Linked DNA regions of Mus musculus: all the other regions are linked to region 1. A link is a contact called in public HiCAR-type and promoter capture Hi-C data. All regions are on one chromosome and are shown on one strand. Each heading gives the region's core, a stretch centred on a gene start, on an enhancer-like site or on the middle of the called end of the contact. The rest is flanking DNA. Distances are from core to core; before and after follow the strand shown.

What was found. Promoter capture Hi-C pulls out the DNA fragments that hold promoters and counts their contacts. HiCAR-type assays count read pairs that join an accessible place to other places.
Region 2: a HiCAR-type map of astrocytes shows a contact between it and region 1, with 8 times the contacts expected there. The contact joins the promoter of Abca8a here to the promoter of Cep112 in region 1. A contact is called at or near these places in 1 of 39 promoter capture datasets (the 3T3-L1 cell line) and 2 of 115 datasets of contacts at active chromatin or transcription factors (astrocytes and pancreatic cancer cells).
Region 3: a contact with region 1 is called in a promoter capture Hi-C map of embryonic stem cells, with 5 times the contacts expected there. The contact joins the promoter of Fam20a here to the promoter of Cep112 in region 1. A contact is called at or near these places in 7 of 39 promoter capture datasets (the 3T3-L1 cell line, embryonic stem cells, hippocampal neurons and 3 more), 1 of 115 datasets of contacts at active chromatin or transcription factors (astrocytes) and 1 of 9 other capture datasets (embryonic stem cells).
Region 4: a contact with region 1 is called in a HiCAR-type map of astrocytes, with 13 times the contacts expected there. The contact joins the promoter of Prkar1a here to the promoter of Cep112 in region 1. A contact is called at or near these places in 8 of 39 promoter capture datasets (the 3T3-L1 cell line, 3T3-L1-derived adipocytes, the HPC-7 cell line and 5 more), 6 of 115 datasets of contacts at active chromatin or transcription factors (T-cell acute lymphoblastic leukemia, astrocytes, embryonic brain and 3 more) and 2 of 9 other capture datasets (adipose tissue and liver).
Region 5: a promoter capture Hi-C map of pre-B cells shows a contact between it and region 1, with 12 times the contacts expected there. The contact joins the promoter of Wipi1 here to the promoter of Cep112 in region 1. A contact is called at or near these places in 16 of 39 promoter capture datasets (the 3T3-L1 cell line, 3T3-L1-derived adipocytes, the C10 cell line and 8 more), 1 of 15 datasets of contacts at CTCF or cohesin (large pre-B cells), 5 of 484 Hi-C or Micro-C datasets (embryonic stem cells, muscle stem cells and uterus), 4 of 115 datasets of contacts at active chromatin or transcription factors (astrocytes, embryonic stem cells, forebrain and 1 more) and 3 of 9 other capture datasets (adipose tissue, embryonic stem cells and liver).
Region 6: a HiCAR-type map of astrocytes shows a contact between it and region 1, with 14 times the contacts expected there. The contact joins the promoter of Slc16a6 here to the promoter of Cep112 in region 1. A contact is called at or near these places in 11 of 39 promoter capture datasets (the 3T3-L1 cell line, 3T3-L1-derived adipocytes, cranial neural crest and 6 more), 3 of 484 Hi-C or Micro-C datasets (all in embryonic stem cells), 11 of 115 datasets of contacts at active chromatin or transcription factors (astrocytes, embryonic forebrain, embryonic stem cells and 3 more) and 3 of 9 other capture datasets (adipose tissue, embryonic stem cells and liver).
Region 7: a contact with region 1 is called in a HiCAR-type map of astrocytes, with 12 times the contacts expected there. The contact joins the promoter of Amz2 here to the promoter of Cep112 in region 1. A contact is called at or near these places in 10 of 39 promoter capture datasets (the 3T3-L1 cell line, cranial neural crest, embryonic stem cells and 4 more), 1 of 15 datasets of contacts at CTCF or cohesin (large pre-B cells), 4 of 484 Hi-C or Micro-C datasets (embryonic stem cells and muscle stem cells), 8 of 115 datasets of contacts at active chromatin or transcription factors (T-cell acute lymphoblastic leukemia, astrocytes, embryonic forebrain and 3 more) and 4 of 9 other capture datasets (adipose tissue, embryonic stem cells, liver and 1 more).

What each region holds. Positions count from the first base shown.
Region 1 is chr11:108,423,329-108,427,323 of GRCm38.p6, reverse strand. Cep112 (centrosomal protein 112) reads right to left here and starts at 2,058. Exons shown (of 27, transcript NM_001373899.1): 1 at 1,973-2,058.
Region 2 is chr11:110,094,105-110,098,099 of GRCm38.p6, reverse strand. It overlaps Abca8a (ATP-binding cassette, sub-family A (ABC1), member 8a), which reads left to right and starts at 2,163. Exons shown (of 39, transcript NM_153145.4): 1 at 2,163-2,237.
Region 3 is chr11:109,719,995-109,723,989 of GRCm38.p6, reverse strand. It overlaps Fam20a (family with sequence similarity 20, member A), which reads left to right and starts at 1,752. Exons shown (of 11, transcript NM_153782.2): 1 at 1,752-2,678. The coding sequence starts at 2,275.
Region 4 is chr11:109,649,118-109,653,112 of GRCm38.p6, reverse strand. Prkar1a (protein kinase, cAMP dependent regulatory, type I, alpha) reads right to left here and starts at 2,164. Exons shown (of 11, transcript NM_001373913.1): 1 at 2,040-2,164.
Region 5 is chr11:109,609,351-109,613,345 of GRCm38.p6, reverse strand. Wipi1 (WD repeat domain, phosphoinositide interacting 1) reads left to right here and starts at 1,957. Exons shown (of 13, transcript NM_145940.2): 1 at 1,957-2,113. The coding sequence starts at 2,034. Gm11685 (a long non-coding RNA gene) reads right to left here and starts at 159. Exons shown (of 3, transcript XR_880280.2): 1 at 1-159.
Region 6 is chr11:109,471,315-109,475,309 of GRCm38.p6, reverse strand. Slc16a6 (solute carrier family 16 (monocarboxylic acid transporters), member 6) reads left to right here and starts at 1,712. Exons shown (of 6, transcript NM_001029842.2): 1 at 1,712-2,062. The coding sequence starts at 1,818. Arsg (arylsulfatase G) reads right to left here and starts at 1,936. Exons shown (of 14, transcript NM_028710.3): 1 at 1,889-1,936.
Region 7 is chr11:109,423,725-109,427,719 of GRCm38.p6, reverse strand. Amz2 (archaelysin family metallopeptidase 2) reads right to left here and starts at 1,774. Exons shown (of 9, transcript NM_025275.4): 1 at 1,690-1,774; 2 at 1,145-1,234; 3 at 623-750. The coding sequence starts at 634.

The DNA of each region.
Region 1 (3,995 bases), core at 809-3,308:
GGAGTGATACATAGTGAAGCTAAAAGTCTGCTTTTCCTTGCCCCTATTCATTCGCCAACAACAAAAAATATATAAATTAACATCTCAATTTTTGAAGGAATTCCTGCTACACAAATTACATTGTGCACATAAATTATGTCTAGCTGTTGAAAAGGTTTTTATACTATTCCTCAGATCTTTGAATTTAAGGTATCAAGATAGAAAAATAAAAGCCTGGCACTGTGGTGTGTGCTGACTCTTGGGAGGCAGAAGCAGGTATGTCTGTGAGTTCATGGCCAGCCTGGTCTACATAATGTGAATTCCAGAACAGCCAGAGCTATGGAGAAAAACCATTTAAAAAAAAACTGTAAAATAAGTAAAGCTCTATTCTGGCTTAGGATTAAATTACTCATAGTATGCCTTTCACTGATACCGACTACAATGTGACTATTGCATATACAAAAGGAATAAAAAGGAATTCCTCAGAAGGAATAAAAGAAGTTGGGTGGCTCTCCTTTTAGTTATATTCTGTATTTATACTGCCTTTTATTTAACTCATTAGTCTCGCCTTTAAAAAAAATCCATTTCTTTGTGGACAGCTATGAAATATGAAATGGGCTAAGACCTTCTTAGGGTTCCTGGCTGCCACAGAAGTCAGCAAACCTCAAGCAAGCCAGCAATAGTAACATCCTTAAAAAGGAGAGACACACTTCATATGCAGAGCATGCCCCTCGCCAAGCGCAATCTATTCCTGAAAGTTGTGTAAATGCTTTTTGTTCCATCAGATTATATGTTGAGTATATTGTGAAGAATAACACAGAAGCCCTGAAACGCCAACAAATCAACAAGGGTTACCCGGGCACATTTGGGGGTTTTGGTTGTTTTGCCTTTTTTGAAGGAAGGGGGGACAGAAGCCTTCCCAGAAGACACTGGGCTGCCAGCTAAGCTTAATCAGGGAGCCCAGGTCCAAGTGAGAGACTCTCTTTAAAACAAGTTGGACAGTTCCTGAAAATATCTGAGGTCAAGACTATGAGTGTCATAACTGTATCCCGGCATGTCATCAAATGCACCTAACTTGACAGGAACAGTTCCCATTGTCCTTTACAGGCCTGAAGCTGGGGCTTAACAGTGTGCAGGACCTGACCCAAATCCAAGAGACAATCCTGGACCTGAATACTGCACAATTATCCTCCTCTCCGCTTTGCTGGGCATTGGAGAGGTGGTCGCTGTGTAATGAGGTTCACTGGCATTTTGATTGCCTTTTCTATCTTACTTTCATGTATCTTTAAATAGGAAATGCAAATCATAAAAATACCAGCATACTGATGGGGGGGGGGGTACTCAGGAGGCAGAGGCAGGTGGATCTCTGTGAATTCCACTCTGTCTCGAAGATGAAACAAAGGTCAGCGGTCCTATTTATTTGCTCTCTGGATCACTACACTCTATGTCCCCACAAAGGGCAAGGACTCCAGGCTGGGTCCCCAAAGGGCAGGGACTCCAGTCTGGGTCCTTGCAAGTTCACTGTTCATCAGGACTTTCTCGGAGTCGGCCTGCAGTCTGATTCTCCTCCTCTGACTGATCTGACAGCACCTAAGAACTGCAGCGGTCCGGTTCCTGGCGGTCACTTCCTCCGCCCGAGTGGGCACCGGGAGCGGCGCCTGTGTGGCCCACCCAGGCCCGGGCCGCTCTCCTACCTGCTCCAGGACACAGACCTCTTCTCACAACCGCAAGCCCCCTACCTCGGGGTTCTGGGTCCCGCCATGCCGCCTGCCCAAACTTTCCTGAGAACTTTTCCCTGGCCGTCGCTCGGCTGCTGACCCCGCCGGCGCGCGCGCCACACAGGCCGCAAGCGCGGGTCCCGGGCCTGCGGGCGACGCCCCTCCCCGGGCCAACCCGCACGCGCGGGGGCTCCATCCCGCGCAAAATTCCACTCAGAACCTGGGAGTAGGAGGCGGGTGGGGATTGTCGATGGGAGAAACAAGAGAGAGAGAACCTGGCGCCCCAACAAGCAAGCCGTCCACTCGGCCGCCGACGCCCAGCCGCCACAGCCAAACGGTTTCAAATCCTTGCGGGCCGTCCAGCAAACCGGGGGCGGGACTAGCAAACTCGCCTGTCCCGCCCCCTCGAGCTGCGGCTGGCATTCAACTCTGTTGCCATGGCGACGCTCCGGGTTAGGTCTGTCACTGCTCCTCAAGTCCGAGGGGGCGGGAATTTCCGCCCTTCGGGCAGTTCGCATGCTAAGGGCGGAGACTTCCCTCCTCACTGTTTCCCCACCCTCCGAGAAATGGCGCCAGCAAGCAGCTCCGTTGCTATGGTAACTGTCTAGTCTACTGCGCAGGCGCCGAGCTCGTGGTTTTAGCCCATCTCCCCAGAACGGTTAGTTTCCAGGCTTAATCTTCTGTGATCCCTGGACTATACAGTGGATGCTGCATCTTCCTGACTTCTTACTCAGTCGCTTGTGAGCACTTTAAAGATTGAGGAGAAAGAACAAGAAAAACTCAAAAGTGATGGAACTACTGGACAGTAATTGGCAGAAAAGCCTGTCGTTTGAACAGACATCACCGTTGAGTAAGTCCGAAGCATGAAAATTTACCCTTGTTAGTTCACACTCCAGAGGTGAATTATTCAAAACAACGAGCAGGATATTTACATTTGTTATTTAGAACCATCATAAGTCTGAAAACACTAACCCTGCAAGATCCTGAACTGAAATTTAAAAGCTTTCTGTTTAACACTCTGTACAGAATAGTACCATCAAGTAGGGGAGAAAATGTATTTTTGCGCTTCCCAGGAAGTCTGGTGGACCTCGGGCGGTCAACTTTGCTGTGTACTGGTGTTCTTTGATCTTTTACGTTTCTGGAAGCTCTGAACTGGATAATTTAAAATACCAACAGAAACAAAATTTAAATTGTAAAAAACACTCCCTTCAATGAAATGCAGTGTGCCGCTGCTTTTCACCTAAGTTCACAATAGAATCCCTCTGCAGAGTCTTTGCGATGCACTCAGTGTGGTGCCAAACCTCAATTGAAGCACAGCTTGAAGCATCTTTTCAAGTTTACATAAGGAAAGTAGAGGAGTCGCTTGTTTGCAATTAGCTGTTTTCAGCTTCCAGAAGAAGACTACGTTCTTTCAAGGTGCACTTTGGAATCCACCTCCCTGGAAGAGACAGCAATTGTTCATTATTTCAGAGGCAATTTGTACTACAGAAGAAAGAATGCTTTCAAGAATATTTGGTTTCCAAAAGCATTATTTGAGCACACTCGCAGCTGAGCGATTGTCCCACAATCCAGATCGTTGGTACTAAGAATCAGATTGTAAAACCCACGTATGCAGAAATGAGACGAGTCAGAGACCACTTGGAAGAGGTGCACTTACTGATCAAAGGATACAGACTTCCAAGTAGAAGAAAGAAATTCAAGAGGACTAAAGTCACCATTCAACGTGGTGACTATGGGCCATAACTATATTGTACATTTTGAAGGATGACTTTAAATCTATATTTATGGACAGAAAACTTAGCAGTGTACAATTAACCTAGTTCAGTGGCAAGTTCTTTTCCAGCTTGAAAATGGGAACCATAGGTCACCCAGTGGTGGCAGATCTCCTTGTACCTGGCTTTGTCATTGGTCCTGATAGCTTCTACCAGCTTATCTTTTGTCTCACGAGTTAATCTGGGTGCAGGCCACAGTGGTGCGTGCCTTGCTGTGGGCCAGCCACCCCAGCTTGGCCTTCTCTTTGATGCTGCTGCACGGAATCCCCACCTTGTGACACAGGGCAGGCAGGACAACCAACAGCTCAGTAGCATCTACATTGTGTGCAATCACCAAGAGTGGAGCTTTCTTATTCTCTACCTTTTTGGCTCCTGCTAGAAGAGCAGGTGGTCTCCTCTGCCAACAGCTTTCTTCGCAGCACTGGCCGCTGGCAGCCTTCGCTGCTTCTTCTGCTTCATCTCTGCCCTACACGTGTGGGTAGCCTTAAGAAGCTGGGTAGCTGTTCGGCAGCCCAGGGCCTCAGAG
Region 2 (3,995 bases), core at 914-3,413, 1.7 Mb before region 1:
ATTCATACCAGTAGCAAAATTACAGTTATGAAGTAGCAATGAAAATAATTTTATGGTGTGTGGGGGGTCACCACAACATGAGGAAGTGTATTAGAGGATCAGAACAGCAGGAAGGTTGAGAACCACCGCTGACCCCTGTGAACTAGGCCAAGTTCTCTGTCAAGCCAATGGTGTCACAGTCTTATCATCTTCATACAAAAATAAAACAAAACAAACAAACAAAGAAAATCCCCCAGTTTTTCTTAATATACGAGTTTGGGGGTTTTGCTCTCAGAACACTGGGCAACTTAAAAAAACATTGTTTTTGAACAAATTAGTGGATTAGTAAAAAAAAAGATGGCCAGTATGAAATAGTGTAGTGGAGATGTTGCAATAACATTTATCGTGTAGTTCATGGCTCTTTGCATGTTTACAAGACAGCCCCAGCAGAGTGTTGCGCAATAATCTATAAATCATTTCTCTGAGGGAAAAAGGGAAAAATCGAAAAAAAAAAAAAAAAAAAAAAAAAACCTTCGACAAAGCAAATGTGGCAGGCTTCTGGAAGTGAAGTGAAGACTCTTTTCAAAGACGGCAGCAGCAGTTATGGAAGAAACAGTCATTTCTTTGAACACCCTGACAGGGAAGCTTAAAATGAGAACAAAACCATAGGCATGAATTCTTACTGAGCAGCAAACCCTCCCCAGAGCTTTCGAGAGTGTATTCCAACCAGCGATAGAGAAACCATCTGAGAATTCTGAATAGGTAAGGTCCCCAGAGATTCAAATGCATTTGCTTGGTTTATGAATTAAAAATTGATGGGTTAGGTTGTATAATCTTGGAGACTACAGAGAATGTTATCTGAAGTCATAAGTAGTTTTTGAAGACTCGTATTTTCAAAGTTCACTGACACACAGAAACTAATTTTTGGTTTTTTTTTTCTTTCTTTCTAGCTATGAAAACGAAAAAGAATTTTCTAAATATTAGCTGGGCAGTGGCTCACGCTTCCCTTCTTACTAAAATCTCTCTATTAAGCTGTGACTTGTCTAACTCGGGTCCTTTTAGGCTGCCTTACTTTTGGTTTTCAATCTCCTATACGTAGCTGAATGTTGTTCTGAGTGAATGTTGTTCTGAGCCATACTTCCCAAGACCCATAACGTTAGCATTTCTTCTAGGCTACAGTTACCAGGTGTGCCTGACTCACTGTAAAAGGGGCTGCTCAACCCCTCCTCACTCACTTCTCTTGCTCTCTTGCTCTCTTATCCTCTTTCCCCTTTGACCCTTCTCTCGCCATTCCCTGTGCTCATGGCCTCTACTCCTCTCTCTCTCTCTCTCTCTCTCTCTCTCTCTCTCTCTCTCTCTCTCTCTCTCTCTCTCTGTCTTTCTCTATCTCTACTCCCTCAACTCCCCCTCCCCATGCCATGAATAAACTCTATTCTATACTATACTATAACTGGTACCTCAGGGGGAAGGGATGCCTCAGCATGGGCCCCCAGAGGCATCCCCTTCCCCGACACCATATCGCACCTCTACCAAACATACCCTTCGCTGCTGCTTCTTCTTCTTCTTCTTCTTCTTCTTCTTCTTCTTCTTCTTCTTCTTCTTCTTCTTCTTCTTCTTCTTCTTTTTTATAAAACACAACACATAATGTTGAGCACATTTTAAAGATGGAGTCTATTGACTGATTCTGGCCAGAGCAGGAACTGAGGAAATGGACAGGATGGAAGATATGATATAGGAAAAAAATCAAGATATTGCTTTCTAGGCTGTTTGAAACATAATTAGAATATCTGCCTCAACATGGCAGAATAAGTCCAGAGCTCAGAGCCTTTTAAGGGACAATATTTTATTTTATTTTATTTTATTTTATTTTATTTTTTGAAATCTGTCAATTTCTTTTGGGGGAGGGCCCAGAAAAGTTACAAATTTGGACTCCCTCGGCAACACAGATTTTTCTGACACTATAATTAGTCAAATGAGTAGGGTTGGCAATTCTCTGCTGTGGGAACTGGCTGGAAGTCAATAAAAAAGAGATTTGTTCGAGAATGGTCACGTGAATACAGTGCTCAGCAGGCCAAGAAAATTACAACCACAATCTTCCTCCAAAAGCAGTCAGGCTGACTGGGAATGCTCAAAACAGGCAAACAGAATGAAAGCAATACAGATGTGATAGAGACCGGGGAGAAGTAGAACCCATTCTCTTGGAGTGGGGAAACAGAGGTAAGCCAAGACTCAGGATACTTTCTTCGGACATTCCAAATGTAAGTTCCTTTTTGCTTCTGTTTGGTTTGTATTACGTAACTATAAGTGAGATTTCATTTACTCAATGAGAACTTTTTAGGGAGAAGTTATTATTTATTTTTCTGCACAGAGTTTTAGTGTTTCTGGGTTTATTTTCCTGTGGTCTGCAAGGGGAAGTTGTGGGTAGTTTTAAAGACATTGTCATATTTTCTAGTTTTAAGTAAAGATGTGGGAATGTGCCTGTAATGTGTTAGTAATGGTGAGAAATGTAAGCAGGTCTTCTGGAAGCATTTTCTGTGTGAATATGAATGTGAATCTGCTGCCCAGCTGCAGTTAGACACACACATGTGCATGAACTGTACAGTAACTGGCAGGCATTTCCAATACACTTTCTCTCTAATCCTGAGAAGTCTTTAGTATGGCATTTAGAGAAATGCTTTTATGTCTCAGCCTGTTATTCTCAGACTTACAGGTTGTTTGTCTATTTGTTGGTTTTGTTTTGTTTTGTTTTGTTTTGTTTTTAACATAAGATTCTTTCCTGCACGTTTTTATTTGTTGGGTATGATGTATTGAATCATACTGAGGCATGTGCCACTTCACTACAATGGCATTACTTCAAATGTCATACCCTTTGCTGTCGGCAGGAGTTTGCAGTAAACAGGGTTTTGTTGATTGGCACAGAGTCAATAACATTCACTCACGCTGAAGCAAAGCCTTCAGTTTTACTTGTACATGAGCTAGCATGGATCTAGGAACCAGAGAAGGAAGGAAAAGCAAACAAGAGGGACGTTTTACCGAGCTTATTTATGCTGCATGGCTGATTTGCAGTGGAACTCTGAGATAGAGAGTTAGTCTTAGTTCTGGCTACAAAGGGCTGTGGCTGCTCCCTTGACTGGTTCAAGTTATCCCATCTCTCTAAGAATGTTCCCGTTGCCCGGAGCAATTCTTGGGGCTTCTGGACACCCTGACTTAAAACATTTATTTATTTATTTATTTATTTATTTATTTATTTATTTATTTATTTGTTTTTGCTAATACTACATTCTTCTCCATTTGTCAGCCCAAAAGGCTTTCTGATATCTTTTCTCCACCCTTTTGTACGAAGACTTGCCTCTGAGCCTTATTATATAACCATGTGTTGTTTTCTTCTCTGGAAATAAGCTGTGAGTGGCTACTGTGCAACTACTGCCCAATGGGACTGTCCCATCAACTCTACACCTGAATTTTTATCCTGGGAAATAGGCATTTCTCTGTTTGAACTTGTCTCATGACTGGGATGATAGCATCATGCAGGGAAACTTCTATTCTCTATCTGTATGGCAATATCCCAATATCCCATCACAACATGGTCGACCAGTTTTAGGCAACATGTTGGTAAAAAGGTTATTTCTACCAATTATTAAGACATAAGAGCCAGTTGGCACAGACCATCATAGGACACCACAGTGGAGTCAATGGCCATGGCAAGCCTCCCAGAAAAGTGATTTCTCGCTAAAGTGACTTGATTGTGTAATTCAGTCTAAGCAAGCCCTTTCCTTCCACAGTTTAAAGTCTTAATGAACTTAATGAAGAGTTACCCTGCTTTGTTTTCTTTTATGTGCAGCTTCCAGAGAGGCTGGAGAACTCGAATAGTGTGTGATTTCTTGGTGGAGGTATGGGAAGAGGTTAAATTTAACTATGCTCTGAAACTTCTCTTTTCAGGGAATGTTCTGCTAGAGTAAAATATCTCTATGAATCCCCACATTGTGACCGTTAACTTCATGTGCCTGCTTGGCTGA
Region 3 (3,995 bases), core at 503-3,002, 1.3 Mb before region 1:
CTCAGTCTTAAGGAATCTAGTCCTTTTCTCTGGTGTTTTGTATTTCCAGTGTTTTTCTGTGGTTTGCCGTTGTTTGTTTGTTTGTTTCAAACCATAACGAGTCTCCAATCTGATCTAGTGCTTTACAAGAAACCAGAAGTACTCGCTACAGCCAAACCCTGTCTCATAGTTGTCTGGCATGAGTTAGGGATATTCTGAGCACTATGTATACTTGAACTCATTTTAAGCCTCACGATGAGCTCATGGAGTAAATTCTCATTGCAGGATGCTTAGGCAATAACTCAATTAGTAATCTTCTTGCTGTGCAAACACAAGACTACTCTCCAAGACCCACATGAAAATCAAGCTAGTGTGCTGGCAGACGATTGTAATCCCAGCAATAGGGAGGCAGAGACTGGACGGTCTCTAGGGTTCACTGGCCGGTCAATCTGGTCCCAGAGAAAAAACCTGCCTTAAAAGCATCAGTGTGGATCAGTGGCTCCTGAAGACTAACACTCAAGGTTGACATCTGATCTCCCCAAGCACACACACACACACACACACACGGGCACACACACGGGCACACACACGGGCACACACACGGGCACACACGGGCACACACACGGGCACACACACACACGGGCACACACACACACACACACACACACACACACACACGGTCACACACACGCACTTCTATCTAAAGATGAGAGGACAGCAGCTGCCACAAGAAATAGTTGACCAACTGCCGGGAAAACTCCAGTGTTAACCCACAAGCTACAGTGTCTCAGAATGGAGACTCCAGCAAGAACCTGGAGATCCTTAACCAATGAAATTAGCATACATAGGCGCTTTGTTGCCCAGGCAGGCAACAGCTGGGGGGAAACAGTCTTTTCCTGAACATTCTCCAGGGTGGGGCCACCTCTCCAGGCAGACTCGCATTTACTATGCTCCCAAATTATAAAACAGAGAAAGCCAAGGTTTCAGGGCTGCCCTCCCCTGATCCTCAGAAGGAAGGAACACGGGGTGGAGAAGTGTAAATGACCTCACAGGATATCAGGAGAAAGCCTAAGTAAGCGGGTCCTCCAGTGATTCATTTGGGTGGACTACTTTCACACCAAGCTACATTCAAGAGTTCGGAGTGGGGTCATTTGGGGCCCCTCCCTCCCTGCCATTTCCTCTTTTCAAAGTACTGGAAGATTTGGAGTCAAACTCCATCCAAACAGGAAATCACCCAGGTTCTAGGTTAAGGGGAGTGGGAGGGGCTCTTATTTTTTAAAGGGCAAGCTATTTTTGTGCACCACGTGAGTATCTTCAGAGCAAGTGCCTACTATGTGCTGGTTGCTATGAATCCAGTTTATGCCCTGCAGCGAGTATGCTGAGAAATGAAATCCAAACCCCCAGACACACATCTGGCAAAGCTTACAGAAGAAAGGCTTTTAAGGGTTTGCATTGTCCCCCCCCAAAAAAAAAAACCCTAAAAATGGAAATGAAAGGCTCAAGTCCACCTCTCTTGGGCTCACCAGGATGTGTATGAAGAGCCCTGAGCAAGGAAAGTGGGGACAAAGAGGAGGAGCCGGAGGAGAGGATTGATGACAAGGTGGAAGGGCAGAGCCGGCAGCAAAGGGATTGGGAGTTTGGCTGGCAAGCTATGCCAGAGGCAGGTGCCAGCTAAGAGTGGGCGGAGGTGCGGGCGCCAGGCCAATCCAGGCAGCGGGGAGGCTCCGCGTTACCTCTGCCTCTAGGAGTCTAGGCGCAAAGACAAGCTCGCCCTGAGTCGCCCCTGCTTTGTCAACTCTGCGTTCCCTCCGCTCCTGCCAGCCCGGGGCACAGGAGTCCCTGCCGCCTGCAGGAGGAGCCGCTGGATCTGTCTCAGCAGCTGCGGAGAGACAGCATCCTTGGAAGAGACGCCCCGGGCTACGCAGTCTCTCCAGCCTCCTCCTAGGGGGCGAGAGCTCCTTTGCGCTCCCTCCAGTGATCGCCCTCTACACGGCCACCAGAGCCAGCACTCCTCCACGGGACCTCCCCACCTGAGCGGTCCCTGGCAGAGGGGGTCACAGGGCAAAGAGACTCAAATAACAACCGGGTAGCCAGGGAACCCCAACCCTGCCTCTCTACTGGGCAAGAAAAGACGACGCTGTCAACACTGTGAGCTTCCTGCACGCGGTCCCCAAGTTCAGGGAAGACACCCTTCCAGGAAGAGCTAATCCCCTGTGTGAGCATTCCAGCCTCCTCCGGACTCCAGGAGCTTCTTCCGTCTGCACCCCAAGTGTTTCCCGGGTGTCCGCTTGGGCCATGCCCGGGCTGCGCAGGGACCGCCTGCTGGCCCTGCTGCTCCTGGGCGCGCTCTTCTCCGCCGACCTCTACTTCCACCTCTGGCCGCAAGTGCAGCGCCAGCTCCGGCCGGGCGAGCGCCCCGCCGCCTGCCCGTGCTCTGGCCGCGCCCCCTCCGCGTCTCTACACTCAGCCGCAGCCTCCCGAGACCTTGGCACAGCCTCGCACAACTTTTCAGGAGCTTTGCCCCGGGTTGAGCATCCCAGCCGCGGCCACCCTGCCCCGCGCTCTAAGCTGCAGGCCCTCTTCGCCCACTCGCTCTACCAAGTCCTGGAGGATCCGCCTCTCCTGGGACCCGAAGACTGGCTCCTGGCCAGCCAGGAGGCGCTGCGGTATTACCGGAGGAAGGTGGCCCGCTGGAACAGGTGAGAACCCTTCCGAGGAACCCCAGCACCGGACTCCCTAGCATGACCCTCCAGGTCCTGGCTACCCATGTCCACTCCCACCCTGGGCTGTGGGAACTTCACTCTGCCGTCACAGCCTGGCACTAGGCTTCGATCCCCATCTGGACGCCCACCAGCTGTAGCAGGCCTTAGATTTCTGAGCAACAGCAAAGAAATGCTCCCAGCCACTCCCCTCGAGTTCCTGGGTTCTCTAGCCAGTCAGTTTCCTGGTCCCAATGCTTTCTCGGGCCTCTTTCGCGCTGTCCTGCTGTGGACAGCTGCTCTGGGCCTGCTGTTTTCCAGAATGAACTTTGCAAACAGAGAGCAGGGCTGGCGACACTCAGCTCTGCTCTTTGGTCAGATCTGACTGTCATATCCCAAAGACCCAGTTTCCCCCCCCCCCCCCCCCCCCGTCCCTGTCCCTCTGCTCAGGGTTGGAGACCAAAGAGGTCAGCTGGAGCAAACTCTGATACGGCCAATCCCTGTTGCTCATTAAACAGGGCCTGTCGGGTGTTTAGGCAATGTTCCAAACTGAAGGCAATTTATCATCTTTTATTATTGTGATGATTTGGGCTGAGGCTACTGGAGAGAAAGGGGTTCGGGGTTCGGGGTTCGGGGGCTGGAGGCCTAGGAATTTTGTAATCTGAAAGCAAAAATTGGAGTTAAATATTAAAGTATTTAGGATAAATCTAAGAGTGTTTTCACAAGGGCATGTTGGATAACGTATCTAGGATAAATTTGTTTTAACAAGAGTGTGTTGGCGATGTTGAGGTAGAGGCTGTTGGGAGGTCCCCCAGCCTAGAGCAGAAAGCCTTCATATGAATTAAGGGCTCTTTCAAAGTCTAGAGCTTGTTGGTCACTTGAATCCAGGGTTCCGTGTTCCTGACACACCCATCTGTTAATACAGAGATTTCAGAGTGAGGTGTCAGGGGTGGTTTTGGAGTCTCTCTGGAAGATGAGAAAGCCATAAATCTCAGTTGAAACTCTGTTGCTAGCCCAATTTAACTGTTTTCTCATTAATTGGTGGGACTAAACCTTGGAGCGGGGAGGGGGTGTGTGTGCAGATAACTTCAGCAAATGGAGAGAAAGAAGTTGAAACTTATTGGCTGAAATTGCTACAGTGAATTTCATTTGCAACCTCTATCTATGGCTGGTGATTTTCTATTAGAAAGTGGTTCTCAATTCTATTGCTAATTGCATGCAATAAAAAGGCAGCTTAAGATTGCTTCTCAAGTGCTGTCACGTTCAATATTACCTTAATTTCATCAATAATGTGGTAGCATTATGGATCAGTGAACT
Region 4 (3,995 bases), core at 915-3,414, 1.2 Mb before region 1:
CAAACTAAGATTTTCTTCATCTAGACAGGAATATATTAAAACATGCTAGTTTACAGCTTACAGGATGACTCAATAGCTAAAACTGAATTTGAGCAACATTAATATGAAATAGAAACACAATAATGGGCAGCCAAGCTGCCTCAGGACTAAAAGCTCAGTACTTTATGCAGCTATTCAGTTTTCCTCCTAACTCCTAATTACTAAGCACTTGAGATTAGAAGATGACGCCCTCTCCACTCTGCATACCAATTCCACATAACCACTCTTCAAATTATAATGCTCACAGACCCTCTAAGGTTAACCTGTGAGTTAAAAGATAAGGATAAGGAGCCATTTTAAAGTGCTGCACTAATGTTTTGTTTTGACAGTTTTCAAGATAAAGGTCAATAATATGCACGCAACAGACCAGGACAAAGTTTGTAGCTCCATGACAAGCACAGAAAGAAATTAGAAGCCACAGACAGACAGACAGACACACACACACACCACCGTCAGTTCAGAAGAAACACTGAAGGGAAGGTTTCTACTGTCAGATATCGTTTGTTCTTGTTGTGCTTCCAGGTCAGAGCACGGAACGAGACAAAGAATCCACTTCATTGGAACTTTCTCCATTTCAAATACTGAAGGCCACCAGGAACGTGGATAAAAACAAATCTATTATGCTTCGAAGCATCCAGCCATATTTCAAGAATGTCAGCACATATATTTAACTGATCAGAGAAATCCCTCTTAGATCCTGTCTCTGGCTGGGAAGGATGGCGCAACTAGGGCTGATAAGTGAAAAATGGTGTATGCATTACAAAGACCAAAAGGCAGGCACTGGTAAAGAAAATACAAACACCAGTCATCATGTGAAACGCCAAATAATCTAATTTTATGGCCTTAGGATTTTTAATCGGGTATGTCTTGGTTCCACGTTTGTATTTACTTTTTAAAAACCCCACAACTTAGCTTCTCTCCAAAACAAACACTAAAACCATCATCACTGCATCGAGTATTCGTAAGAAGGGGGATTCTTGAGGAAATTCGGTTCTGATGACACTCTTGCTTTCAGAAGGACTATACTGGAGGACATATTTAAACCGCCTTTGGGAGCCTGTTGCTGACAGGGCCCACATCTAAAGGATGCCAAGTAACACTAACACAGCCTGGGGGGTGGGGTGGGGGTCATCATCTAAATGCGAGCCTTCATTTCTCTGCTCAAGAAACCTATCTATCCTGGCTCCCTCAAGTCATCGGCTGTCCCCACACCCGCTCTGGGCTGGAGTTAAGGGTTAACGGGCGCCGCGTATTTTCACGAGGGAGGGCAGGAAAGTGCCCTTCACTTCACTTAGGCCACGGTCATGATCACTGAGAGCAGCAAGACGGCCCCTCATCCCCCACCAGGCAGGAGGCCGCAGACGTGGAGTGGAGCGGAGCGGGAGGCCTGGGGAGGCTGGGGTGGGCGGTGGTGGGGGCTGGAAAGGACGAGAAGTGTTAGGGGGACAAAGGGAAATGGAGCTAGGCTGAAATCACCGAGCGGAGGGGTGGAGGGAGACGAGCCCGCGAAGAGGAGGGGGGAAGCCAGGGCAGAAGAAACGACTGGGCAGAGATGAAGACTACAGCCGAGTGGCGAGGCTAAGACCGAAAAGCCATGGCGGATTCCGGTTTAAAAAAAAAAAAAAAATACCGAGCTCTTGTCCTTCAGGAAGTGGGGGAGGGAGGACGGGCGCCGAGGCCGCGGCGCGCGGGGGCGGAGGCGGCCGGGGAGCCGAGGGCAGCGCAGGACCGGGGACCCGGAGACACTCAGGACGGGGGCGGAACGGCGGGGGGCAGGGGCGGCCTACGGCCCCGCGGGGAACGGTGCAAGGGCGGACCCCGGGGGACAGTGCGAGGCCTGCGACAGGCCCCGAGGCCGCCTCGGAGGCGCAGGGGGTGCGGCCGTCCCCCCGCAGCGCGCTCCCCGGGGCGCCATCTTGGCTCGCTCCCGCGCCTTCAGGGACGCGCAGCGGAGCGCCGCGGCCGGCGACTCCCCGGTCAGGCCTCGGGCCCGCACTCACCTGAGGGCGGGCGGCGGCACGAGCAGGGGCTAACGCAGGGCGAGGCGGCCGGGGTGACCGAGCGTCCAGCGGGCTCAGCTCGCAGCCTCACTACCACTCTGCGATAGCGGCTCGGCGACGGCTCCACCGGAAACCAGCCGACCGCGGCCAATCAGCGTTCGGCTGCTGACGTCAATGCGCCTCGCTCTGGCCAGGGCGGTTGCCTTGGCAACCTTAAAGGCGCAGACGCCTAGGATCCTCCTCCAACCCCATCCCCACCCCCCTCAAGCCCACCACCGGCTACTCCCACCCCCTACCCTTAGCCCGTCGTCATCTAGCTAGAACCGTTCTCTTGCAGGGCACCTCTCCATCTTTATCTTGTCGCGTATACGTAGCCCCTTCATCGCTCTCATCTTTTTCCTTCTCTTTCTGCTAACCCGTTTCTGTCTCCTTTATTGTCCCTTCCTTACCAGGTGTGGTGGGGGGTCCTCTAGATTGTTTAGCTGTTCGGAGATCTCAGCCTCTCCTCGGTTCCTCGGTGGCTCTTGCGTCTGCCTCCCTCCACGCCTCTGTCTTTTCTCCCTCCCTTCGACCCTCCTACCGCAGACCCACGTGGGACGATTCGGTGACAGGTGGGCGACTCCGCCCTGGGTGCTATGGGACGGCAGGGAGGGGGATGGGGTTACAGGACGCTGGGCGGACAAGGAGATCCCTGCTGTTGGAAGAGGAGGAGGCCCTAGCGGATCTACCACAGCTGAGCGCAAGCGGATGCTGAGATGCTCCTGATGGACAGAGCGCGCATCCTGTGTAGACCCCCGCAATACCCGGGGTTCCGGACTCGGGCCTGTCATCCGGTCCAGGAAATCTGAGCCCCTATCAAGCCTCTGCTTGGCTAATCTGACTACTGTCTCCACAAGTGAGCTGTCATCAATGGAGGCCCTACCGTGCCTACAGAAGCACCAGATGTAGGGAGACTTCCAAGAGGAGCCCGGAGTCCTGATAATGCCCTAGCCTCCTATTATGCCAGACTGCGTCATGGGCAGTACAGACAGATGGGCAGATCAAATCATTGACCAAGCAAGAAATCTGAGCTGCATGAGAAAACAAGAGAAAAGGCGACTTCATTATTCCTTCAGTCAACTTTCCCCTTAAGTATGTGAAAATGAAAGCAAGGGACACAATTTTAGGCATATGAATTAAATAAATAAAGTGGGCCTAAATAAATACATAAATAAAATAGGCCCCTGCAGTGTGTGGTTCTGAGTAGCTGCAAGGTGTTGACAGCCTCATCGTGTATGTGCTAGGGCAATGTGCGTAGAAAATATCACGGATTTAACACTTAGTACCAAAAAAGGTTACAATATCTCCTGCATAATTTTCACAGTGATCCCCAGTTAAGATATTTGGGTTAAGTGGTGTTTGTAAATTTCACCTTTTTAAGCCTGACTTTGTCTTGGAATACCCAGACTATGATAAGGGCTCTGAACATTAGTTATGATTACCCCCCCTAGTAGTCAGAGGAAGGAAGGGGGAAGAGAAGGAAGCCGCTCCCTCTGCAGCCTCTCACCAGGATGTTGATCAATGGCTTCTTTTCCAGAGATGGGTAGAGTGGAAGATTAAAGACCGAGTCGCCATCATGCAGGCTTTCCCCCTCTCCAGTGCTGATAAACCCAGCCCTAAGCTGGCAAACGGGAGAGGGAACTGGATAGCACTGAGCATGCCCGGTCGTGTTCTGAAGAAAGGAAGGAAAAAAAACAAAACCACCCACTGCAGATAAATCTGTTTGTTTTCATGCTTTGCCATCTCCTGTGAGGAACTTAATCTCCTGGAGCTTCATTTTCCTGCATCTCGAAGGGATAACTGGGACTGTATTAACACTGACGAATAAAAGCAAACAATCGTAGAGCACCTACCTCATGTGTAAACTGCCCTAGATGCTTCAGACAGATAATCATTCCATGATGTTATCGTTTTGGA
Region 5 (3,995 bases), core at 708-3,207, 1.2 Mb before region 1:
GACTAAGCCCAGCTCCCATCGCTGCCTCCCCAAAGTCCAACTGCTTAATTAACAAACTGATAATAGGCCCCACTTTAAAACCATAGTGTGCACTTCATCTAATACTTCCAAAAGCTTAGCGCCTAGACTGCCAGGCTCTTTCCTCTTTCAACCAAACCGAAAAGATGGCAGCATTGAGCTGAGCTGGGAGGTGGGAGGGGGAGATGCAGCTAGGACTGAAAAGCTTGTTAAGATGACCAAAACATCCAAACAGCAATTCTTTACTCTGGGGTTGGATTATAGCAATCATCCGGGCCAGATCTGTGAGTCGACAGAGCATTGGACTTGAGAAAGTAAACTGTTACATTTTATCTGGGAAAACCCAAACAGGAGAACCAACCAATAAGAAAAGTTTATGCAAAACAGGCTCTCTTGTTCATCCATTCTAAACATCCGTACATGTTATGTATCATTTCATCAGGAATTGGGGAAACATGGCTGAGTATGATGGTTCACCCCATGATCCTATGACCTGGGAAGCCAAGGAAGGAGGATCAGTTACCAAGTGCTTGAGGATCGGTGGACTATAGCTTGAGACAATGTATCCAAAATAAATAAATAATAAACAAGGTGGCTGGATATGAACCGAATTGCCACAATCTACAGAACTGTGACACCATTATCATCATAGTAATAATAATGGCGATGATGAAGATTTCAGAGGCTGTAGAGATGGCTCAGCAGTGTTTTTACTGATGAGCGGAATTCTGTTCCCCAGAACCCACACCAGGCACCTCACAACCAATTGTATACAAGCTTGGGAAGCAAATCTCCAGTTTGCTTCAGAATGCATCTCAAACGACATGAGCTTCAAGCTGTACTGTCTTGTACAGTATTCTAGTTTCTCTCCTTTCTATACAAATCGAATGTCTGGTCAAATACTGCTGAGCAAAGTTGTATGATAACAAGTCCTGAAAGAAGACCCTTTCACATGCCGCTGTGTATTGTTGGTTTTAGATAATATAGTCTAGCCAGTGCTTTAACCGGGTTTTCAGTAAATCGGGTAGGAACATACCAAGGTAATATTGTTAATGTAAGGGTCGGGGTTAGCAAGAGCTCTTTCTCAACTGTGGGGCTGTATGTGGCTTCTTAATCGGCTGGGGATCTTTTTCCGAGAAGCTTAAGGGCTCTCCAAAACGGCTGGACTTTGATGTCTACTGATTTCAACTACAACTGCTGTAAGCTTAGCGGGCGGGCAAGGAAGCAGGCGTCCGCCCGCCTCCTTGGCGTTGTCTCCGACGCTAAGGCAGGCTTGAAGCCTGAAGCTCCACTCCTCCTCCTCACCCTCTGGACGCTCTGGCAATGAAAACACCACCACGTGGCCTGCTGCCTTTGCCTCGCGCACCTTCGGCCAATGGCAAACGGTTTCTCCGACTAGGGGGCGGGTCGTCAACAGCTGTCCCGCCCACTAGCCCTATTGATTGACTAAAAGAGTTGGTGGCCAATCCTGGCTGTCTGCGGAAGGCTCTGTTCGGTCAGCAGTTCTGTTCCCAGTGATAAAGAGGCGGGGTGGGGACAGAGACGGCCTGGAGAGGGGGCGGGGCTACCAAGCTAGGTAGAAGGAGGCTCGGGGCGGGGCCTGGTTGGCTCAGGGCGGAGCTAGGGCTGTGAGGGGGTGGGGCTAGGTGCCCGAAGTGGAGAGGGCGAGGCTAAGTGGGAAATGTGTAGGGCGGGTCCTGAAGGTCCCAGGCAGGGCTAGAGCCGAGAGGGGCGGTACTTGAGGCAGGGGCGTGGCCTGGCTGTTTTAGGACCCAGCCGATTCTCTGAAGGAGGGGCGGGGGTTTGGAGTGGGGCGGAGCTAAATGGGAATCGTGTAAGGGCGGGGTCTTACGATGGAGGGGCGGAGCTAAGTGGTATCTGAGTGGGCGGGGTCTGTCTGGAGGCGAGCCCGGGGCGGGACCGACGCGGCAAGCCGGCCCACGGAGCCGGCGCGGGCGGGCTGCTGAGGTGGCTGTCCCCCGCTCAGAGCTGCGGCTTCTCGGGTCGAGCCCCCGATGGAGGCCGAAGCCGCAGATGCCCCTCCGGGCCGAGTGGAGGCGGCGCTCAGCTGCTTCTCTTTCAACCAAGACTGCACGTAAGCCACGGCGCCAGCCCCCTGGCCAGGGAAGTGGGGGACAGAATGTCGCCACCAAAGGGTGTTGTCCTGTAACGCAACTGGTGGCTAGCCGGGGCCTGCGCGCCGATGGTACCTCGGCAGGGCAGCCTGTGTCGCGGCGTTGCTCGGCTGTAGGGGTTTGAGCCCACCCAGACGACTGCCAGCCAGCGCCTGCCAGAAAGAGCCGGCTAGGGTGACCCAAACAAGTCAGCAAGGAGGGCGGAGGGGGGACCTTGAATGTGGGGGAGGGACTTGGTGTGGGCCACCTAGTGACCGAAAGGGAGATCAGGGACCAAAACAAAGGTGAGGGAAGGGAGGAATGTGCAACTTGACTCAAGAGGGAGGATGCAGAGAGTCGGAAAGATGAAGAAAAACTTTACCATTTGTCCTTGAGTATCTCAACGTGGCATTTGGGCAGGGCCTCGGACAAACAGTCAGTCTATCCCTGTGGCCCGACCAGCCCCAGCACTGGGCATCTTGGCTGGTCTCTTTGGCCGTAGGAAGCTTTTCTTTATTTGCCTTTCTGTGTTTACTCGCTGTCCACCCAGTCCCAGGAATCTCCTGGAAGCTCAGGAGCCCTTTCTCTGCCCCAGACAGCTTCCCATCCCTGAAGCAGGCGCTCCACCCTGTTGCTTTTAAGTGGCTTTTTAATGTTTCACTATGATGGTCAACGTTTAGACTTTGGTCCATAAACAAGGGATTGCTTGCCTGAGTTCTAGGCATCTGCAGGATTGAATCTTAAGACACAAGCTACTGTTTTCTTCCCTGTTTTTGTGCAAGCCAGCCTGGGGACCATATGGATTAATCTCTTTGGAATGTGGAGCCCTGAAGCATCAGGGCAGGGATGACCACTTCCCAGTGTCCCACTTCCGGCTGTACCAGTTTCTGCTCTGTTCCTGGTTTGGGCTCAGCTTCAGGCTTGTGCCTTGGCTGCTGCTAGCTGAACTGTGCTAATATTGAACATTCATTCGTTGGTGTAATTAAGGCCATAAGCAGCCCTGGTTTTCATTCCCTTTGTGTTTCTGTTTGAAAAACCCCTGCTCTGAACAATATGTCTTTGTTTGAAAAATCTGTGTGTGTAATCATATAATCCAGTAATTCGACAGCTTGGCTACATGAGTGACTCTCAGGCTGCCTCTGACCACAACCCACAATAAAAAAGTACATCTTACAACATCTCCCCATAGCCATAGATATGTAATATGCACAAACTATTAAGTGGGGTACCTTGTGGCATTTTCTTGGGATTTTGTTCTTGCTTGGTTTTAACGTTGTCTCATGTAATCCGGACAGCCTCAAGTTCCCTAGTAGAGGAGGATGAATGTCAAAGTTTCATCCTCCTGGCTCACGTTCTGGAATACTGACATTACAAGAAGTACCATCACACTCTGTTTGTATAGTGCTGATGATGGAACTCAGGGTACCCTATACATGCCAGACAAGTCCAGCCCCATTTCCTTGTGTGATAGGGTGAGCAGGGCAGGGGTAGGGAGCCTGCAGGGTACTGAGCCTAAGACCCAATGTCTCAGTCACCCTGAGCGAAGACTCAACCACCAAGCTATATGCCAGCCTGCAGGCACTGAAATTAGTATGTCTTTGTTTTTAAACCTGTTGAGTTGTTTGCGGGATTATCTCCTAAGAGGAGACTTAAATGCATGAGAGAATAGATCAAATTCTGATGTTTTGTAAGACACTTTTGCAAGAGTGTTCTGTTGCACTGCCTGTGGAACACTGTTCACCAGAATGTCTGTTGAAATGCTGGACAATGTTTTCCTTCCCAATTGAACACGGGTTAAGGAGGTGGGTGTAGTTTGATTACAAGCAGTAAATCATCTAAGTTATACTTTGTGATTGGATTTGG
Region 6 (3,995 bases), core at 463-2,962, 1.0 Mb before region 1:
GTCATTCATTCATTGATGTCTAGGACTTTGGGCACTATCTAAGTTTTAAACTCAGAGGTTGAGAAAACTCAAGAGGTAGGCATCACGGCACATGCCAGCGTTTTCAGTGCTTGGGAGGCACAGTCAGAAAGATTGCAAGCCCAAGATCAGCTGAGCTCCATCTTTAAAACGTGTCTTAAAATCGTGCCATTTCCAGCCAGGCAGAGCGTATTGTGCCTGTAGTCACAGCTACAGTGCAGGATGAGGCTGGTGGACGGGTTGAAGCTAGGCGGTGCAGACCAGTTACAGACAGACCTTGGTTAAGAAAAAGAAGCCTGCGACAGGCGGTGGTGGTGCACGCCTTTAATCCCAGCACTCGGGAGGCAGAGGCCAGCCTGGTTTCAAAGCTGTCTTGAAAAAACCAAAAGAAAAAGAAAAAAGAACCCTGCGATCCCATCACTTTGGAGGCCGAGACAGGAGGATCTTCAGTTTTAGGTTAGTCTTGGCTTGGCTAGTGAGATCGTGTTTTTTAAAAACAAACAAACCAGGATTTGGGGGGGGGGGGGTCAAATATAAGTTTGAAGCCAGCGTGGACTACACCTGTCTGGGATGGGGTAAAGGTTTAATTATTCCCACAAATTTGCCAGTTATTATTCAGTGGTAGCCTGGCTGGACTACAGTGACCAGAGTAACACACTCTGCACCAATACACCTGCCTCCTCACTTAGCCACACCAGAGCCTATTGACAGCACTGGGTGACTGCATTCCCAAATCCTGGGGGAAATGACAGAGCAAGGAAAGGTTTTTATTAAAATTTTGAACCGGTGCTCCTCCCGGTGGGTGGCGACCCTTCAGGCACACTCCCAAAGTAGGTTCTCTGCAGTTTCTAACATCAGAAAGACAATCTCTGAGCCACAATCAACCGACGTGGGTTGCCTAAGTCTGAGGGGGGAAGGGGGGGGAATGCAGAGGAACAGGGCTTTTGCTGTGAGGCAGTACCCAGTTTTTCTCCAGAGGTGTGAGATGGAGTCCAGGAAACCAACTTTGCGCCCCCTCTGGCTCTGAACAGTCCCTAATCCTCAGACACGCGCTGTCCTCAGGAATAACTCGGGCTTCTCCGGAAGCATCCATTTAGTTCATAGTGACCTTTGGGATCAGGGGGCTTGGAGGTTTGGGGGTCTCGATCCCCCCAGAAGCCTCCTGGGGGGGGGGGGGGTTAAGGCTGCCGTGCACCTGTGCTCACGCCGCCTCCCGCCTAGGCGGGTGCGCGCGCACGGAGAAGCGGAGATGCTGACTCAGCCAGGCTTCTCCCATCTCTTTCGCGCAGCGCGGATGCTGGCGGCTGGTGGCTGCTGCGGCTGCAAACAAGGCAGCACGGGGAGGGGAGGCGGGGGAACACGACAGTGCACCGGCAGCAACCCAGCCGCGGGCTCCTTAGGGCCCATTGCGGCACTTCCCCCCGCATGCCCGGAAGGGGAACTGGCGGGGCGCGCGAGTTGACGAAATTTGGGGGGGAAGTGGTCTCTAGAGGAGGAACTCGGGATCCCGCGCGTGCTCCGCTCACACCCAAACTGGAAGGAACCTGTTCAGTCCGGGACCAGGGACGCGCGGGACCAGCCCAAACGCGCGCCTCCCCTGCCCTCCCAACCCCCCCTCCCCAGCCTCCTCACTGGCTCCCCAAATCCTCAGGGCGCGGGCGGACCCGGGAGCTGCGCTCGGAGAGGGGGTGCAGGGGCGCACTCGGTCGCCCCGGGCTCGATCGCGCTCCCGCTCGCACTGCAGCTAAGTGCCGGGGTCCGATCGGGCCGGGATCACACGGGCACGCGCGGATGAGGGGATGAGGGCGTCGGGCCAAGGACCCCAGAGGCGTCGGCGGGGATGGGCGACCCGCGATGACAGCGCGGTTACCTTCCGTGACCCCCAGCCCCGGCAGCCGGCAGGCGGGGCGCGTGCCTTGCGCGGCCCCGATCCACGTGGGCCCGCGCGCGCGCACCAGGCCGGCCCCCTCCTTGCAGGCGCTCGGCGCTCCCAGCACATGGTCGGCGGCGCGCCCCCGAGGCCGGCGGAGACCGGCTGCAGCCGGTATAGGATAAGAGATAGGCAGAGAGAAGCGGGGCCGGGGCGCGGGCGGCGGCACGCACGGCCCGGGAGGAGGCGACAGGGTTGGGGGGCGGGGGGAGGGTGTGGCTCGGGTGGCCGAGGCTGGCGTGGGTTGGGGGCCAGGGTACTCCAGGCTCCCCGCCCGGAGCCAACTTGATAGAGACTCTGGCCCACGCCCTAAGGGGTTAAACCTTTTTCTCATGTTACGGAGCGGTTTATAAGAAGGCTCCGGAGGCCCAGCCTCCGCCTTATTGGGTGCCTTTTGGGGTTTATTCTCTTCCCTTCTAACTTGGTGAGTTGGTTTTATTATTTTACACGCTTAAAAGTTTGATTGTGGGGTATGGGTGTTTGTTTGTTTGTTTTTTAATATGTGTTGGGGCCTTTTTTTTTTTTTTAAGGGCGGGGAGGAGGAAAGCTTTTAACATTTTAAAGAGGTTAATCCGAAAAATATTCTGACAGTTGGGAGTGTTCGGAGCCACTGGGATGACGCGCTCGGGCAGTTGTGGGCAACTGAGAGTTGAATGTCCATGACCCTAAGTATAGATGGGTTCCAGGAAATACCTTAAAGGGTGCCCTGGCCTTTGATCGTCCCCAACCCGGGGTGAAAGGAGCCAGGCTGTGAGGCGAGTCCGGCGACCGTCTCAGACCCTCTCTGGATTTTCCTCATGAAGTTGCCGGCGCGTCAGCAGAGCGAAATGTCAGAGAGGTACCTTCCTTCCCCGGGCTCGCGCGCGCACCCAAGGCGGCCACTGAGGCAGCACGAGGGAAAAGTGGAACTTCGGGTCTCCATCCCTGTTACCCCCCTCCCCAGGGCGGTCCCGGAGAGAGACAGATTTCCCTTCGGAGCGTGGGTCCCACACCTTGCCGGGCTGCACTGTCACCCGCTTGCTGCCTGCTGGTCGGTCCCGCACAACTTCCAAGGTCCGCCGGGCTACCAGCGGCAGCAAAGTGTCGTGCAGCTGAACGGCTCCAGGCGTGGGGGGAGAATGATTTTAAAGAGGAAATAGGTTAATTTCCTTCTGGGTTGTTCTCAATCCCTGCACCGCAGCAGACAAGTGATAGAAGTTTGTTAGATGGCGTGTAAAAATGTCATCGAACAACAGGGTAGGGGGGAAGATCGTAGGAATTGAGGAACCCATTACAACTCCTTAACCTGGAAGCTGGTGGTTTGTACAGCTAGGCACTGTGCTGGCTGCTTTTGACGGGAAGGGGATTTCTACCTTAGGATTGAGATTTCAGCCTCTGGTGATCTGACTGGTTTTTTTTGTTTGTTTGTTTGTTTGTTTGTTTTGTTTTGTTTTTTTTACAAACCATTCTGATGAGTGTCTAGCTACAAGAAAGTGCCAGTTCCTATACTAAGGTCTTCCCGTGTGCCAAGCACTGTTAGGTGGCTCGGGGGTTGGGGAGAATACAGTGGTGAAACACCTTTCCTGGTAATTAAGGGACCAGCGGCACCCGGCACCGTCAAAGATAGAAACTGACAGTATGTAAATAAACAATGCAGTCAAGTGGAAAACTGGTCTTAATGAGTACCACTGGCCCTGAGTTTTCCTTCTGCGGTTTCCAGAAACAGGACTTTTCCTCAGTGGAACTCCAGAGGAAGACACTTAAATTAGGGGCTTGGGTTTCAACTCGATGGTCTTGCAAACCGGGTGAATAGCTTGTAGCCAGTGATTCATTCAAACGTGGCTGAGGCCGTTTAGCAGGTTAGAGTTGGGGAAGTTTTGTTTTTTATAGAGAGAATTCAAACGAACTTCCCACACACACATGCAGACTGGTCCAGACAACTGAGGCTAGAGACAACTTGTCAGAAGCTGTATACTCCGGTCTACATCTTGAAGGAGCTTCGAAGTGCCTCTGTTCTGCTGACACCAGCAGCCGCCAGCTCATTGCCTTCTAAGCTTGTCTTTTGAAC
Region 7 (3,995 bases), core at 525-3,024, 1.0 Mb before region 1:
AATAAATAAATAAAAAAGAATGTTTTCTCCGCGTCCAATCAGTTTATTGGGGGAAAGTAACGAAAGAATTAAAAGGAAAACCATTCATTCAGACCATTCTTGTATCTCCCACTGAGCCTGCTGTTCCCATCCTAGTAACTACTGTCAAGTTGGGCATAGTGCCGACACCTGTAAACCAATACTCAGGAGACAGAGGCAGGAGATTGAAAGTTGACACTCAGCCTGAGTTATATAGCAACATTGTCTCAAAAACAGTAACTAACAGCTCCTTTTTTTGGTTTTTCAAGACAGGGTTTCTCTGTATAGCCCTGGCTGTCCTGGAGCTCACTCTGTAGACCAGGCTGGTCTTGAACTCAGAAATCCGCCTGCCTCTGCCTCCCAAGTGCTGGGATTAAACGTGTGCACCACCACTGCCTGGCTAGCGGTGACTCTTAAATCCTACTGATGCCCAACGTCCTCTGTCATTTGAAAACAATCATAATATTTTGAGCTGACTCACTTTGTCCACAGGATCAACGGCATCCCTTCCAGTGTCACTCAAAGATATTCAATAAGGAAAAGAGTAATGGTTCTGTTATTTAACTGCAGGTTGGCAAGATCCATCTCAGCCCCTTACGCTTACCTTGTCAGCCATAAGACACGGGGGTAGATCTAAGATGACCAATGAGACGCCATACTCATGGTGACAGGACTTTCCCCATTCCTATCAAGTCCCTACGTGGCACGTTCATCCTTCATACCAAGCAGACGCTTTTTGAGTGAGAAAAGAAAAAAAAGATGAATGTTTCTGTCCATTTAGTTTGTGTTTTCTAATTGAGGGCCTTTTCCATTTTTGTTTGTTTGGTTGGTTGGCTGGTTTTTTGTTCTGCTTTGTTTTGGGGGTGGGTTGGGGGGTGGGACAGGGTTTCTCTGTATTTCTCAGTTTATTAACGACTGATTTTGAAATTTAAGCTAACTGCTGTGCTCAGTGAACTTCTGAATTCTGGAGCTCAAGAGGGTGACACTGACTAGAAAGGATCCTAGAGACTACGCTGAGTGTAGCTCATCTCGGTACTGCACATCTGGGCTGAGATTTTATTTTTACAGGATGAAATTTAAAAAGAAAAAAAAAATAAATCACCATGGCCCCATTCAGTCTACCTACCTTTATAAAGGAGAAATCTCCAGCTGCTGTTTTTCCATTTATGTTTTTCTAAGGACAATGCATGTCTGGCAAAGGGGTGTGGCCTTCACCCTAATAAAAGAGACAGAGTGGAAAGTCAGAAGGCCTCCACATCCTAGTCCAACGTGGATGGTGTCGCTGAAGAAGTGTGCAGGGAGCCATCGTACAGTCACTGCAGGGACCGGGGGCCTAAGATGCTTCGGTTCTATAACCGGAACATCTCCCGCCAAGTGGGTCTCGCCAGACGTGCTAGCTGGTTGCCCATAGCAACTTGCACGGCCGGTGCAGACGCCACCCAGTCTCTGCTTGAGTCAAAAGTGGGGGGCCTCCCCGGAACTCAGAGTTCGCGTCTTCTACCCAGGGAGCAACCGGAAAGGCCCGCGTTGTTCCCAAGAGACATCCTGCCCCCGAGGTCCCCTCTGCTTCCGCCGCAGCCATCCCTCCCACCACATCCGCTCCTCCCCAACGATCAACACCTTCCTCCTCCTCCCCTGCCCAGCCCTGACGGTTCCTCATACCACCCTCACCCGGACAGGCCTCTAGGCCGCCCTCAAGCTGCCACGGTGGTCCTAGCACGCATGCGCCTCGCGCGGACGCACCTCACCCTTTCACGCATGCCCCGCCCACACCGCCCACTAGCAAGACCCGTCTTCCCGCCCCTCAATCGTCGCCCCGCCTCCTATCTGCGCTCTTCCCTCCTAAGGCTCCTCCTCCAAACACTGAGCCCGCCCCACTCCTCCAGAAAGGCCCCGCCCATGTGCTGTAACCCCGCCCCGAAGGCGTGACCTCTGTCCATTTCACAACACTCACGCTGTGTGTGGTTGACTAAAGTAGTAAGGGGGCGATGTAGTGTCGGACAGTCCCCAGTCGTCGCTGTTTCGCGTCGGCCCTCACGGGGGCGCCGCGACCCGCTCCTCGCGGGCGGTGCAGGGTCACGGAACCACCTGCCGTGGGCTGAGCCTGAGTAATTTAACCACTGGGTCCAAATAAGTCAGCCGTGTCCGCGGCTTGACACATCACCCGCTTGGACTTTCCCTTCTTAGTCGGTTTGCCCGACTGTCGCGGCCTCACCGCTGTCAGGAAGCAGGGCTGCATCCTAGGGCGTGGGGCATAGGGTTGCCTTTGGTACTTGGGGAACTAAGAGCTTAGAGCTCGGACCCCCAGGAGACTCTGGAAGGGGAAACCCCAGGGCCAGATCTCCTGATCCCCGCCCCCAGCATATACCTATTCAATCCTTTTGCATCTCTGGGCGCTTCTGGCCCCAGGAAGGTCAAACAAGGGGATGATGCCACTATTTTATCAACATCCTCTCATCCTTGGAAGTTAAAGACTGCATACCCCACATGTCTGTACCCTTCTTCCTACCCAACCCCCAAACTTTTTGCTCTCTTCTTGCCTTGTGCACACTGCTCTAATTATCCTTGCCCAGTTATTATAACAAGGCTCATATATGTTGTCCTTACTGCCCTTACCAAGTTGACAAAAGTGGCTTATTTGGGGAGGGTCTCCTGTCAAGGCTGGCCTTGAACTCACTATGTAGCAGAGAATGTTCCTGTGTCTGACTTCTGAGCACTGTATACACACATACAGAGAGAGACACATACATGTATATTCTTTCAAATTTTCATACTTCGGTTATATTTCCCCAGGACCCCCTCTGATCCTCTTTCTCCTCCCATGAGGTCACTCCCCAACAACCTGACCATTTTTTTCTCCCGGGACATTTTTAATCAGCTGTAGACATGATGCCCCTTTAGTGTAAATACTCCAGAGCATGCTTCTAAACAAGCAATTTTTTCTAAGTAGTCACAGGACACCTACACTGGGAATTCCTACCAATCACTCTGATTGCAGTCTAACACCACAAGGTTCCTGCTTTCCATTTTTCTGTGTGCACTCCCTTCCATACTAATGAAAAGTCTGTCTCCCACTATTCATAATTTACTTCTGCATTTAACTGCTCTGTGGTACAATATGCACTGAGGGTAATTTCAGAATAACTAATCCATATCATTGCAGACAAATAGTCCTGCCAATAATCAGAAATTATTCATGGTCCCGTGTAGCCAGAGGATGCACAGTAGGCTTTGCAGTTTACATCATCTAGGTGAATTCTTCCCTACTCAGTCCAGCACCACATCTGACCTGAAACTTACTAGATAGCCTAGGCTGGCCACAGATTCACAACTATCTCCTGCCTCAGCCTCTGGGGTGGTAGGATCACAAGTATGCATAATCACACCCATTGTTAAATGTGTCACTCTTTTCTCTTTCTTTCTTTCTTTCTTTCTTTCTTTCTTTCTTTCTTTCTTTCTTTCTTTCTTTCATCACATAACATGGCAGATGCGTGGTGCATACTTTTAAACCCAGCACCATGGGAGGCAGAGTCAGTTAGAGATAGGCTTTATAATCTCCTTTGAAACACACCTCCCTGCAGACCTGTAAGGGAGTTTCTTGATTAGGTTAAGTGAGGTAGAAAGACCGAACTTAAATGTTTGTGGCACCATCACGTGGTCAGGGGGCCTGGACTGAAGGCAAACACCCAGAGAGTCATAGCTCTCTGGGTCTAGACTGTGGACACAATGTAACTAGCTGCCTCTGGCTTAAGCTGCCATGCCTCTCCCACAGTAATATAGATTGAGTCCTCTGAAACTATAAGCTAAAATGGGCTTCTCCTTAAGTTTCCACTCCTCAGTCATTTGGTCACAGCAGTGAGAGAGGTGACTAGCACAGGAGGAGACTAGATGACGACCAGTGTGGCCCCCCATGAATTGGATTGGTGGCACTATGAGACTTCAGACCACAGCATATTACTTAAGAACCGAACAGTAGA